Linked DNA regions of Capra hircus: region 2 is linked to region 1. A link is a contact called in public Hi-C data. All regions are on one chromosome and are shown on one strand. The core of a region is the stretch at or near the end of the contact, and the rest is flanking DNA. Distances in the headings are between cores, read along the strand shown.

Region 1 (6,914 bases), core at 2,308-4,807:
AGAGGATGAGATGGTTGGATGGCATCACCGACTCAATTGACATGTGTTTGAGTAAACTCTGGGAGATGATGATGGACAGGGAGGTCTGGCATGCTGCAGTCCATGGGTCACAAAGAGTCGGACATTACTGAGTGACTGAACTGAACTGACTGACCCTCCTGTATGTTTTTGTTTTATTTGTAATTTTTATTTATTTTTGGCTGTGTTGGATTGTCACTGCTGAGCGTGCGCTTTCTCTAGTTATGGTGTGCAGGCTTCTCATTGCAGTGGCTCTTCTTGTTGCAAAGCACAGGCTCTAGAGTACACGGGCTCAGGAGTTGCGGTGCACAGGCTTAGTTGCCCTGTGGCATGTGGGATCTTCCTGGACCAGGGATTGAATCTTCATCCCCTACTTTGGCAGGCGGATTCTTAACCAGTGGATTACTAGGGAAGTCCTATATGTTCTTACTCTTTCAGATTTGTTTTGGTGGTGAAGTTAACAGTTCAAAAATAAAAACACCTATTTCCCTTCCTCCTTCTAGGGCTGGTCATGTGATATAGTTCTGGCCAATGGGCCAAGCACAAGAAAAACACTATTGAATTATTATCACCAAATAGAAGCCTATTCAACATTTACCCCCATTTTTTTTTCACCATCACAGTTGAGCTCTGAAGTTCTGCTTTTTGCATATAATACTAACTAATGAAATTTGAGAGCCTGGTTTTAAGAAAACACAAGTATTCATGATAAAGGAAACAGGATAGAATTTAAGATGTCCTGGTCCCCTGCAGCTATAGATCAAAAGATACTGTTTGTGTTATAAGAGGGTTCAAGGAGTCTGATCTGATATTGTGCAAAACTGAGGATGTTTATAAGAACATAATTTTTCTCCTCTGCAATATACAGTTTCCTATGAATATTCATGACTGTTACTGACTTGTTCTAGGCTGTTACAAATCCGCCCTTGGAAGAACAATTTAAATAAAGTGGTCTTATGAGACTCCAAAGACGTTAGAAATTATTACATGACTTCTGAAAATGATATCCAAATAAAATGGAATTCGGGCCAGTTGTCTTACTTAATCATTTCTTGCGCTGGTAACAGTAGGTTGTAATTGACACCTCTGTTTTCTTAGATTGTGTACCTATCTGTAGGATTGTACTCTCTTCTTCTCCCAAGTGGACAGTGCAAAATAAAAACCATGGACTCTGTTGTTATATTTATTGTTAAGCAAATATTGTGAGAGAGTTGCCTGCTTGAAATACCAAACATCTGAGGCTATCTGCTGGAGACTTTTGGGAAGTTCTGTTTATTTTTTTTTTATATTAGCGCCACTACTCTCTTCTCATTGCCTTTCTTCTTCTTTTCGCCTGGAATACAGATGAGATGCTGGAGGTCGAGCAGCCCCCTGGTAACCATGAGGAACCCTTACAGATCCAAACCACAGACTGAGGATATTCTTGATGGCAGCACAGGGATCCTGGTTCTCTGACAGCCTCGTGGAGCCACTATACCACCTGCATGGTTTACTACATGTTTCTCACTTGGTTACTGCTCTCAGCGGCAAACTGATGAAACACCCTACCAGGAAATCTACGCAAGAATGAGCTCCTTGAGGTAAGGCCCAACATCAGATATATCTTTGTGTCCTTCCCAGGGCTTAGAAAGGTTCCCTTCTGAAAAATATATTCCTTATTAGCCTTGAAATGTCTTTAGGATCTGTGATGACAGCCACTCTTCTGGTATTTGCAATTTGTGCCTTCTCTCGTCTCTCAATTAGCTTATGTAAGATCTATCGAGTTTACTGAATTTTTGTTTTTTTTCAAGAGCAAGATTTTGGTTTTAACTGATTTTTCTGTATTGCTTCTCTCTTTTTAATTGATTTCTGCTTTCTCTTATTTCCTTCCGTCTGCTTGTTTCAGGTTTAATTTGCCCTCTTTCTCCTCTCCCTCCCCACCTTCCTCCTCCTTCTTTTCTTAAAGTAACAGTCCTTCCCATGGATTTGAGGAGTTTTTCTCTAGTCTACAAGGGCTAGTCTAAGCACAGCTTTAGTGGCATCTTACAGCTGTTAATATGTTTTTAAAATACATTCAATTCTAAATATTTTCTAATTTCTTTTGTGCCATGGATTGAATTGTGTCCCCAAGAAGATATGCTACAGACTTATCCCTACATATCTATGAATGTGACCTAATTTGAAATAAGGTCTTTGCAGATTACCTGCGTAATCAGGTTAAGGGTGATTACACCACTACTGTCCAACACAACTAGTATCCCTATAAGAAGAGGGAAATTTCAATGCAGACAGACTTATCCAGGACACGTGGATAAGGCCATGAGAAGATGAGGGCCAAGGAACTAGAAGGAACTCCAAGGATTGCCAGTCACCATAAACTAAAAGAGAAGCAGGGAACAGATTCTCCCTCAGAAGGAAGCAACCCTGCCAGTGCCCTGATCTTGGACTTCTAGCCTCCAAAACTGTGTGAACATGGGTTTTATTGACCAGCACATAATGGTCCTTCAGACTTGAAAATTCTGATCTTGTCCAAGTCTCATTCCCTTCCTTGGACTTTAGCGCCTCCATGGGTTGTCTCCATGGGCAACATTTCTCCTCCCTCTAGACAATCATTTCCTTTTCCAAATTTACTTCCTTGTCAGGGGTTGGGCGAGTTCCAGCCTAGAGCTTCTTCAGCACACCACCATCTGGCTATTTGCTTGAAAACTGAGTATCCTCCTTGACCTTTGCTGAGTGCATCAAGTGAAGGACTGACTTACAGAAACGCTGACTGGAGGACCTACTTTCCAGAGGGATGACTTGTTGATTTAACACCCCACAAGGAGCCAGATGAACTGACAAATGGGATAACCTTGTACACAAAGACTGACTCTCGGGAAAATGACTAAGGTAGAGGAAAACTTAGCTGTTCTATAACCAGTTCATGAGGCGGCCTGAAAGTCCCCAAGCCTCACCAACACCCCATCACTGTGGAGGTCCCCCAGGGATTCCCACCCCACCTCCTCGTCCTCACCAAGCTCTGCTCGGCAGGAGGGCCAGGGAGCATGTAGGAGTCCATCCAGAGCCAGTGGGGCCTGATGATGCTTGTGGGAGCGGCTGGGACTCTGAGGAGCCGCGAAGGGGAACCGGGCGAGTCTCCACTGTCTGCGCCAGCCGGAAACAATTGAAGAACCATCCCTACTGGGCCCCTTGGGCTCCAGCGGCCCTTGGGAGAATCCTCTTTCTCAAGCAGGGGTTCTAGACCCCTGCTAGACCTTGAGACTCCAGATCTAATCAGCTTTAAGGACACTTCTCCTTCAAGCCAGTACATGTGGACAAGGAGGTGATGGGCAGATTGGAAGTCACTGATCAAGGATCAAAATGCCGAGTATGCTCCCCTTAGGGTCAATCAGAAGTCATCTTGGTACCCTCTTGTTTCCTGTCCTGTCATCAAGGCCTCTATCGTGAACAAAGCAAGACCCAGCTTTCATGCCCAAACCCGTCACTGACCTATTCCTGTAATAGGGGCGCAGCCGGTATGCCAGCAGTAAACTATGACCGTAGCGGTCCTGCTCAACCATTGGTCCTCACTGCAACAGGCCACGCCCCCCAAGTGAGCAACCGTTAGAAGTCCTGCCCAGCCATTGGTTGGAGCTGCAGTGGGCCCCTCCCGCAAGCCAGTGACCGTTAGCGACCGTTAGTGAGCCACCAGGTAGGGGTCCCTGTCAGTCCTTGGTTGGAATTGCAGTGGCACCCTCCCCTCCCCTTTCCCTGTATAGAAGGAACCTGGAATTCAGACTGATGGAAGATGTTTTTATCTGCCGCACTATCTGCCACTTCTTGGTCTGATATCTTCCTGATTAAAGTCCTTAGTACTTGCCCCAACAACTCCAGATTTGTTGGCCTGCCGTGTGGTGAGCAAAACAAGTTTGAGCTTGGTAACAACTCTGACCAAGCCACCCAGGAGTCTTGCTGCTGTGACCAGCGGCCTTGGTTGGGGAATTTTCAGGCAAGGTAAGGCCCTAGCAGCTGCCAGGAACACTTGCCCTGAGAATTTTCCTTTCAAAATTCCCTGAAGCAGCACCAGCTTGGCGGTTGAAGCAAGGAGTGGACATGTGGGAGTCATCGGGCTCCATGCAGTAGGGTAAGTGGCTTCGGTGTGTACAGCCGGGGATATTCTCCTTTCTCAATTCTGACTTTTCCTTAAGGGAAAAGCCAACTGGTTTGCATTTGATTGGGGTGCTTTGCTGGAGACCGGAACTGTTGACCTCTGACTCATGAACCGGTTGGTTTGCTTTTGTTTGCATTCATTCATGATGGAATCTGCTTGCCCTTTTGGTACCGGAGCATTTGCTTGTGGTTTTTGTGTTCTGTTGTTTTCTTAACATAAATGTGGGGAAAATATCATCTGTCCCTAAGGAAAGCCCTTTGGAGGCATATATATATATATATATATATATATATATTTTTTTTTAAATGGACAAAATATAGCTGTGAGTCTGTGACTAAGAAGGAGATGCTATTCTATTGTAATAGTGTGTGGCCCCATTATACATTAGGATCAAGAGAGTGATGACCCTTGAATGGCTCACTTCATTATTATACGATATTGCATTTAGAATTGTTTTGTGAAAGAGCAAGTGAAAATGATGAGATTCCATATGCAGAAGCGCTTACACTGTTGTATCAGGAGGAAAAGAAGTCAGGCAGCTGCTGCCTTATGGTACAGAGGTTTTGAAAGGAAAACCAGGGGGATATCTGTTTTACAAGAGAAAGAGGAAGAAAGTGAGACTGAGGACACATTATTTCAAAACTTAAACTCCCCTCTGGCCAACTTGGCTCCTCCACTGTCTGAATAGACTGCACTGACTGTTGTTCCAACCAACCCCATGTCGCCAACATATTTGTTCCTGTCAATACTTCCTGTTTCTCCTACTTACAGGGATCAGATAGAAGTTTCTATGTTAACCCGTGGAGCACAGGGGCTTGGTACTGTGTCTAAGACAGGACATCTAAGACAGGACAGCGTACCCCATTTGGATAGGGAGCCACTGCTGTGTGTACATGCTAATTCATTCAGGCACGTCTGGTTCTTTGTGACCCGAGGGACCGCTAGCCCACCAGACTCCTCTGTCCACGGGATTTCCTAAGCAAGAATACTGGAGTGGGTAGTCATTCCCTTCTCCAGGGGATCTTCCTGACTCAGGGATCAAACCCGTATCTCCTGCATTGCAGGCAGATTCTTAACCTGCTGAGCCATCGAGGAAGCCCATTTAGACCTGGAGCCACTTCTGTTGCTGCTGCTGCTGCTGCTGCTGCTAAGTCACTTCAGTCGTGTCCGACTCTGTGTGACCCCATAGACGGTAGCCTACCAGGCTCCCCCATCCCTGGGATTCTCCAGGCGAGAACACTGGAGTGGGTTGCCATTTCCTCCTCCAGTGCATGAAAGTGAAAGGGAAGTCGCTCAGTCTGGTCCGACTCTTCGCGACCCCATGGACTGCAGCCCACCAGGCTCCTCCATGGAGCCACTTCTAGAGCAGGGCAATTGCTTTTGCTGTGATATTCTTTAGGAGGTCTCAGTGCAAATGGTCAACCAGCTGAGTTTCTATCCTCAACTTCAGATTTGTTTAATTGGAAAAACCGTAACCCTGCTTATCGAGAGGACCCCCTCTGCATGACTGAACTTTTCACTTCTGTCTCTGTCACTCACCATCCCTCTTGCGCAGAACGTACGTTGGAGGGGGATGAAAGGAGGGTAGTCATTGACAAGGCTAGAGAGGAAGTGCACTAGCTCCATCTGGTGGATCCAGATGGAACTCCAGGAGCAAATCTGGTGGACGTTCCCACAGCTGAGCCTGACTGAAAGTGAAAGTAAAGTCGCTCAGTCCTGTCGGGACTCTTTGCGACCCCACGGACTGTAGCCTACCAGGCTCCTCTGTCCATGGGATTTTCCAGGCAAGAGTACTGGAGTGGATTGCCTGACTGGGATCCTAATAATGGAGAAAGGACGCACCTAGAGCATTATAGAAAGTGTATCTTAGCAGGTCTTTGAAAAGGAGTACCCAAACAAAATAGCTTAGATACAATTTAGGAGATATACCAAAACCCAATGATGATTCATCAGAGTTTCTAGAAAGAGAAACCACACTGATACAGGCCCTGAGGCCCCTGAAAATATGAGAATGGTACACATGACTTTAATTAGGCCAAGCACCCCAGATATAAGAAGCAAATCACAAAAGTTAAATGGTGCATTTGGAATGAACCCTTCGTAAGTGTTCAACAACAGGGAACAATGAGGAAGAAGCAAGGGGATACAAGACTGAAAGCCACTCACCTGGCTGCAGCAGAGGATTCCCAGAGACTAACCGGAATAGAGGAAAACAATAAAAGACAGATAGGAGCCTCTCATGTGGTAGAGAGAGAGAAGACTCTGATGACGCCCCAGGAACTCCAGGTAACTTTGACAGCGGGGACAAGCTGACTTTCTGATAGATACAGTGCAACATACTCTAGTAAACACCAAGATGGCCCAGAGAACATCTCAGCCCATCCCGGTCACAGGAGTTTCTGGAGAAGTGTAAAGCGGTTCTTTCTTACAACCTCTGGAATGCCGATTAGGGGACCTCAACCTGAAACATAGCTTCTTATATATGCCAGTGTGTCTTTTGTAAATTAAATGCTCAAGTAAGTTTTTCACCAGAACAGCTTGACATCAGGCAATTGTCAACATTTTGAGCTAGAATTTTGTGCAGACCGTGAGGTCCAGTGTCTGGCTTCTTTGCCTCATTGTATGGCGCATGGTAGGTGCCTGTATTTCTGTGGGATGTGTGAACTGCATGCATACATGGGTGGCTTATGTCAAATCTGCCTTGAGCACAAGATGACCATCTCACTGGTGATGACAGATGGGAGAACCCACAGACTTATAAAAAATG
Region 2 (6,914 bases), core at 2,142-4,641, 290 kb before region 1:
AGGATTGGGTGTGCGGGCCTGGCGGTGAAGGGCAAGGTTATGTTAGGCACATGCGAGATCATTCCAGCTCTAGTTGACCTGATGGGGAAAACAAAACAAAGCAGAGTGTTGACTCACTTAACTTGCAGATCTGTGAAGTATACGGGCTTTGGGCTTCCTGAGGGCTCAGCGGGTAAAGATACCACCTGCCAGGCAGGAGACCCAGAAGACTCCGGTCTGACCCCTGGGTCAGGAAGATCCTCTGGAGTAGGAAGTGGCAACCCATTGCAGTATTCTTTTTTCCTTTTAAAACTCTATTTAAAATAAATAAAATTGATTTATTTTTATTAAAGGATGATTGCTTTACATTGTTGGTTTCATTTCTGCCATACATCAACATGAGTCAGCCATAGGTGTACATATGTCCCCTCCCTCTTGAACCTCCCTCCTACCTCCCACCCCTCTAGGTTGTTCCAGAGCCCCAGTGTGAGCTCCCTGAGTCATACAGCAAATTCCCATTGGCTATCTATTTTGCATATGTTAGTGTACATGCGTCCATGGTACTCTCTCCAGTTCGTCTCACCCTCTCCTTCCTCCCCTGGCCCGTGTCCGTAAATCTGCTCTCTATTTCTGCATCTCCAATGCTGCCCTGTGAATACATTCATATACCCTCCTTCTAGGTTCCATATCTATGTGTTAATATATGACATTTGTTTTCCTCTGTCTGACTTACTTCACTCTGTATAATAGGCTCTAGGTTCATCCACCTCATTAGAACTGACTCAAATGCCTTCCTTTTCATGACTGAGCAGTATTCCGTCGTGTATATGTAGTCTTTTTGTTTAAAAAATCCCCTGCACAGAGAAGCCTGGTGGGCTGTTGTCCAAACGGTCGAATACGACTGAGTGACTAAACGCACACACAGAGACACAGTGGCTTCAGATACTGAGGGCTTTGGAACTTGGTCAATGTCACCAAGCTCCTTAAAAAAAAAAAAACACACACAACAGGGGGTAGGCTTCCCTGATGGTCCAGTGGTTAAGAATTCCCCTTGCAACGCAAGGCACACGGGTTCGATCTCTGGTCTGGGAAGATCCCACATGAGGAGGAGCAACTAAGGCCGTGTGCCACAACTACTGAGTCCCGACTCTCGAGCCTGTGCTGAACCACAAGAGAGAAGCCACAGCAATGAGAAGCCCACACACTGCAATGAAGAGCAGCCCCGCACTCTTCCTTCCCTAGAGATGTTGGCGACTGAGCAGCACCCTGTGGGGCCTTCCTGGGAGAGACCCTCGCCCACACCCTCTGCTCTAGCCCCTCTCTGAAGTACCCAGACAGCAGGCTCTCATCCGTGCGTGCGTGAGTGCTAAGTCACTCCGTCACGTCCAACTCATGGCGACCTGATGGACTGTAGCCCACCAGGCTCCTCTGTCCATGGGATTCTCCAGGCAATACTGGGACTGGGTTGCCATTTCCCCCTCCAGGGTGTCTTCCCGGGTTCCTAAGCTTTTTCAGATGCTAAAAACTGCCACCAAAGTGAAGAAATTAGCTACTTGAAGATCGGGAGCAAGTAGCCCCCAGACCTTCTGACACCTAAGTATTGATCACCATCAATTAATCAAAGAATTGTGCACGAGCTGATCACACACCCTGGGCAACCCTCCTTCACTTGGCCTTTAAAAATGCTTTGCTGCAACACTTTGTGGATTTCAGGTTTGTTTTTTTTTTATCAGAAGCCACCTATCTCCTTCCATGGCCCTGCAGCAAACCTTTCTCCCTTCAAACTCCGACACTTGACTGTTCCTCAGACAGGCCAACTTGTTTTCAGTAACAAGGTTACAGGAAAATTTCCTTTTCTGTTCAAAATCATGGTCCTTCTTTCTACAGGTTGTGGCTTCTAGATGCAACTTCCTTCCGGATAAAAACGGATCTTACCTGTGTTCCCGCCTCTGACAGATGAATCAGAGCGTGGGGTAAGAGAATGGCATAATCACAGGGTGTTACGGCACTGTGTCCTTGGGCTCTCTGATCAAAGGAAATGGATGAGAGGCCAGAGAAGAAATTCAGGGCAGGCTTTATTGGGACTCCGAGGTGGGGTGAGCTGGTCCCTTAAATGGGATGGGGGTGGGTGGATCAGTGGGTGGGGCCAGAGGCGTGGTTGAGGTGGTCTGCCCATGCCTCTGTGGCGCTGCGTGCAGGGATCGGGCCCAGAACCCTGTTTTTGCTCCCTACACAGCAGAAGGGGCAGTTAGGTTTTGGTCTTTTTGTATCTTATTGCTCATGATTTGCACCAACTGCAGATGCATGGAGTTATTTTTAGTCCCTTATAGCTTCTTTTAGTTTGTCACTCTGGGAGACGTTTGTCCACGTACAAGCACTGCCATAAAGGGTCCTAGTTCCCAGTCTGTCTCAAGGGCAGGGTCTTGACCTTCCAGCCTAGCGATGCTTCTGCCCTCCCTGCTAATGACCAGGTAACCCCCGAAGGTAGGAGAGGTGGGGTGTGGGGCTGGCCCTGCTCTGCTCTCTGTCCCCCTAGACAGAGCCTGGGAGTGTGCAGAAGCTCTGTGTCCCCAAAGCCTTAGTTGACTGAACAAGTACCAGTGCCAGGTTCTGTCCTAAGCACATGACACACATGAACTCATTTAATCCACATCTCTGCTAGTTTCTCTGTTTTTCGGATGAGCAAACTGAGGCACAGAGAGGGGAAGTCACTCTGGGAAAGCTGAACAGGTGGCAGGTGAAGTGGCAGGTGTCTGGGTTCCCAACTGGGCACTCTATGCCCCCAGCTTCTGCATTCCAAACGCCCGGATGCTCAGGTCGGCTTTAACTGCCAACAGCAGGACCAGAATCTGAGCCTGCCTGGGACCAGGGCACTGATGGGGATGGGGACCCAATGCCAAGGGGTCAGGAGGCTCCAGGCTCACGGCGGGGACCGTATCTCAGGGGATCTAGACGCACTTGTGCATGAGATCTCAGCATCTCTCCTGGATCGGGGGCAGCCCTCCATCTCCTGGATGCTCAGCCTGGGCTCTTCTCCACACCTGATCATGAATTTGCTCCTGGACGTCCCAGGGGCTCTGATCGCCAGGGAGCTAGCCAGGTGACCCTCCACCGGTACCCGGGGTACCTTGGGAAAGAGCGGACAGCGACGGGGCCGTGGGAGTCTCCAGCCTCGTTTTAGGCTCATAGGTTGAAGGTGCAAATGGGAGAGATGGGGAAACGAGATTTCTCAGTCAGAAAGCCCCCACCTCGGGTCCATGGTACCTAACTTCCCCTTCCATGGTTCTAAAGAGCTGTCTCTCTGTCACCCTCTGGCTTCCTGTTGGAGCTTCCTCATTCCCTCCCCATATTCGAGACGCTTCGCTCCCCAACAGAGGGATCTGAACCGCCTCTGTGCTGGCGGATGCCGACATGGTGCCCTTGCTGCTGCTGCCCCTGCTGTGGGGGGGTGAGTGGTGGGGATGGGGGGAAGGGGACACGGCGTGGGGAGGGGCTGAAGCTGCCACTGAGCCTCTGGGTCCCCCAGGGTCCCTGCAGGAGCTTCTGGGGTTTGAGCTCCAAGTGCAGGAATCAGTGGCGGTGCAGGCGTGCATGGACGTCCGCGTGCCCTGCTCCTTCTCCTACCACTGGTATCCCTGGTATCCCTCTGTGGAACCCCTCATCTATTGGTTCCTGGAAGGGGACGGCCCACACAGTGATCCTGTGGCCACCAATGACCCAAAGAGACGAGAGAAGCCAGAGACACGGGGCCGATTCCGCCTCGTCGGGGACCCCAGCAACAATGACTGCTCCCTGAGCATCCAAGAGGCCAGGCTGAGCGACTCAGGAGTCTACTACTTGCGAGTGGAGAGAGGACGTAATGTGAAATACAGTTACAGAGAGAAGAAGCTGAATTTGCAGGTGACAGGTATGACAGGAGGCCCAGGAGAGGACCCTGGGGAGTGGGGACCTTCTTATTAGAATAGGAACAGGACATAGGACCACTCCCTGCCCCAGGTCTTGGGGTTTTAGGGTTCAGGAGAGACTCAGGACCGGGGGTGAGCTGTGGCTGTGAGGCACTGGTCCCTCTGAGGGTCCCTGTCTGGGTCCCCACACCCCGGGGGCCAGGCATCTCCCTCTCTTCTCCTCAACCTCAGCAGAGAAACCCAACATCCAGTTTCTGGAGCCTCTGGAGGCTGGCCGCCCCACAAAGTTGACCTGCAGCCTGTTGCTAGCCTGTGATGGGCGACACCCTCTCCTGTTCTCCTGGGTGGGAGACGCCCTTCACGGGATGGACCCAGGGACCCTCCACTCCTCGGAGCTCACCCTCACCCCGAGGCCCCAGGACCACAGCACCAACCTCACCTGTTGGGTGACACTCCAAGGATCGCAGGTGACCCTGGAGAGAACCGTCCGGCTTAACGTCTCCTGTGAGTGTGGAGGGGTGGCAGGGTCCCTGGGGGTTGTGTTGGCAGGAGGCGGGTGGCATCCCACATCCCTTTCCAGATGAGACTGGGGGAATAAAGCTCATCCTCTCAAGTGGCTTCTGGGGTGGCGCACCAATGCCTCCCTGCCTCTCCTGTTTTCCTCTCAGATGCTCCACGGTTGGTGACCACGAGAATATCTCAGGAAAGCTTCACAGGTAGGAAGGATGGTCTCTCCTCTGGGGCTGTGATGGGAGCAGGTCTCTGCCAACTCAGGGCTCAGGGCTTGCAGATGCGATGGTCCCTCACTCCTCAGGCCCCAGGCTCTACCTGTCCTCCTGTCTCCCCAAGGTCTCGCATCCATGGGCTGTTACTTTTGCCTGCTCCCTTTCCTTTTATTCTGTTTAAATTTTTAGTTTTAGCTGCGAGAAAACACACAGATCAAAGTTACCATCTTCACCACTTTTAAGGGTAGATCTCAGGAGGGTGAGGTCCACTGACCGTGCTGTGCAACCTGTCTGCAGAGCTCTTCCCGACTGGCAGGACTGGAACGCCAAACCCGCCAGACGCAGTGTCCCCGTCCCCTCCCGCTCCAGCCCCTGGCCACCAGCTTTCCACTGTTAGTGTCTGTGATTTGGACTACTCTAGTTCAGCTTTTTTTTTTTTTTTTTCAAGTTTCTGTCTGTCATCAACTCCTATGACAGGAACCCTCCTTCAGCTCTGATGTCATCATCTTTCAGAGGGATTCGTGTTCCCATTGCCCACAGCTCCACCCTGGACCCCATTCCAACCTCTCTTTACCTTCCTGGGTGGACTCCTCCCATCCCGAGTCTCCACTTGTTGTCATGCCCGCATCCTGACCGCCCCCCCGCCCCCGGCCCTGGTCCTGTCCCTACTCTGTCCATCCAGAGATGTTCTGCAGGTTTAAACACCTCTTGCTGATGCCTGTCAATTGCACCCTGACCCCACTTAACCGGGCTGTGGTTGGATGGCCCTCTACCCATCTCCCTTTCTCACCAGCTGCACCCATGTCTCAGGGACTCTGCAGAGCTTCACTGCTCAAATCACTTCGCCCTTTCCATGCCCTTGGCCCCGGAGCCAGCTGCAGTCTCGTCCTGGACCCTGGGCCACTGATCAGCTTCCTCCCTCAGCCTCCCGGCCTCCTGTCTCATGCGCAGTCCAGGCCCCACTTGCCCCAGCAGGGTCCTGTGGGTGTCGGCGCCAACGCTGAAGCTTCCCCTCCTCACAGGCTCCTACTGCTTGCCCGTCACCTTGGAGCAAAGCCCAGCGCTCTCAGCCCTGCTGTCAGGGCTCCAGCACCTCTGCCCCTCCCTTCTCTCTCCCACTCTTATCGTGTCTCTGTTGCTCCGGGTCCTCTCTCTCGCGAAGCAGACCACGTGCCTTTCTCCCCATCTCCCGGGCTCGCTCTCTCTTGGCACATCTTCCCGTCGGCTTCCCACCCACTTCTCTCCCTTCCATCCTCAGATCAGTTCCCATTTCTTCTGGGAGCCTGAAAAGACCACCAGGACTGTTGCCTCATCGGCCTCAGTGAGCTCATCCTTGGTCCTTGTCGCCTGGCTGTCTTTCTGCCTCCGGAAGTGGGCGGAGCGAGGGTGAGACAGCCCTTGGCTCCACCCACTCATCTGCGCATCTCTCACCCAGATCTGAATGGCACATCACTGCCCATCCTGGAGGGCCAGTTCCTGCGCCTGGTCTGTGTGGCCGACAGCAACCCCCCAGCCACGCTGAGCTGGCTCTGGGAGGGAAAACCCCTGAGTCCCTCCCAGCGCTCAGCCCCCGGGGTCCTGGAGATACCCCGTGTCGGGGTCGGAGATGGAGGGAAAGTCACCTGCCGAGCTCAGCACCCACTGGGCTCCCAGCAAGTTTCCTTCAGCCTCTCTGTGCAGAGTGAGTTGCAGGACAGGTGCTGGGGGGTGGGCAGCCTGGGCAGGTGTGTGCCTTTGGGAGGGCTGGGTCTGGGGACTGAGCTTCACCCACTCTCCCTTCCCCAGAAGGCCCCCCTCCCTGCAGCTGTGAGACTGAGGAGCAGCAGGGCTCCTGGCCCCTGGTCCTCACCCTGATCAGGGGGGCCCTCATGGGGGCTGGCTTCCTCCTCACCTATGGCCTCACCTGGACCTACTACACCAGGTGAGCACAGCTGGCCCCCTGCGGGGAAGTCCAGGGAATGTTCTCTGGAGTTGCCTGTGGGGCTTGGCGGTCCTGTCCTGCCTGCAGCTAAACTGTGTGACTCTCCAGGGACTTCCATGTCGGTTCAGTGGTTGAGCCTGTGAGTTTCCACTGCAGGGGGCAGGGGTGCGATCGGATCCCACCTGCCTTGAGGCAGAGCCCAGAATGAATGAAATGGGTCTGCTTCTCTGACCTGAGACTGTGTTGGCTCTGCAGGTGTGGCGGCCAGTAGGGAGCTGGGCTGAGGAGTGTGGCTGAGCCTCGCTCCCTGTCATGAAGAGATTCACCTGAGGATGCAGAGCCCAGAGGACAGACGTGGGGACATCACTGGGTGCTTCTCCCTGG

Evidence for each region. Hi-C and Micro-C count contacts between places; a contact is called where the count stands out from the background.
Region 2: a Hi-C map of blood shows a contact between it and region 1, with 5 times the contacts expected there. The contact joins the promoter of LOC102180073 here to the promoter of IGLON5 in region 1. A contact is called at or near these places in 2 of 5 Hi-C or Micro-C datasets (both in blood).

Annotation. Positions count from the first base shown.
Region 1 is chr18:58,392,031-58,398,944 of ARS1.2, reverse strand. It overlaps IGLON5 (igLON family member 5), which reads right to left and starts at 3,557. Exons shown (of 13, transcript XM_018063200.1): 1 at 3,476-3,557. The coding sequence starts at 3,557.
Region 2 is chr18:58,681,220-58,688,133 of ARS1.2, reverse strand. It overlaps LOC102180073 (sialic acid-binding Ig-like lectin 14), which reads left to right and starts at 3,391. Exons shown (of 6, transcript XM_018063202.1): 1 at 3,391-3,886; 2 at 4,116-4,388; 3 at 4,553-4,600; 4 at 6,045-6,290; 5 at 6,395-6,530; 6 at 6,786-6,914. The coding sequence starts at 3,391. The coding sequence ends at 6,801.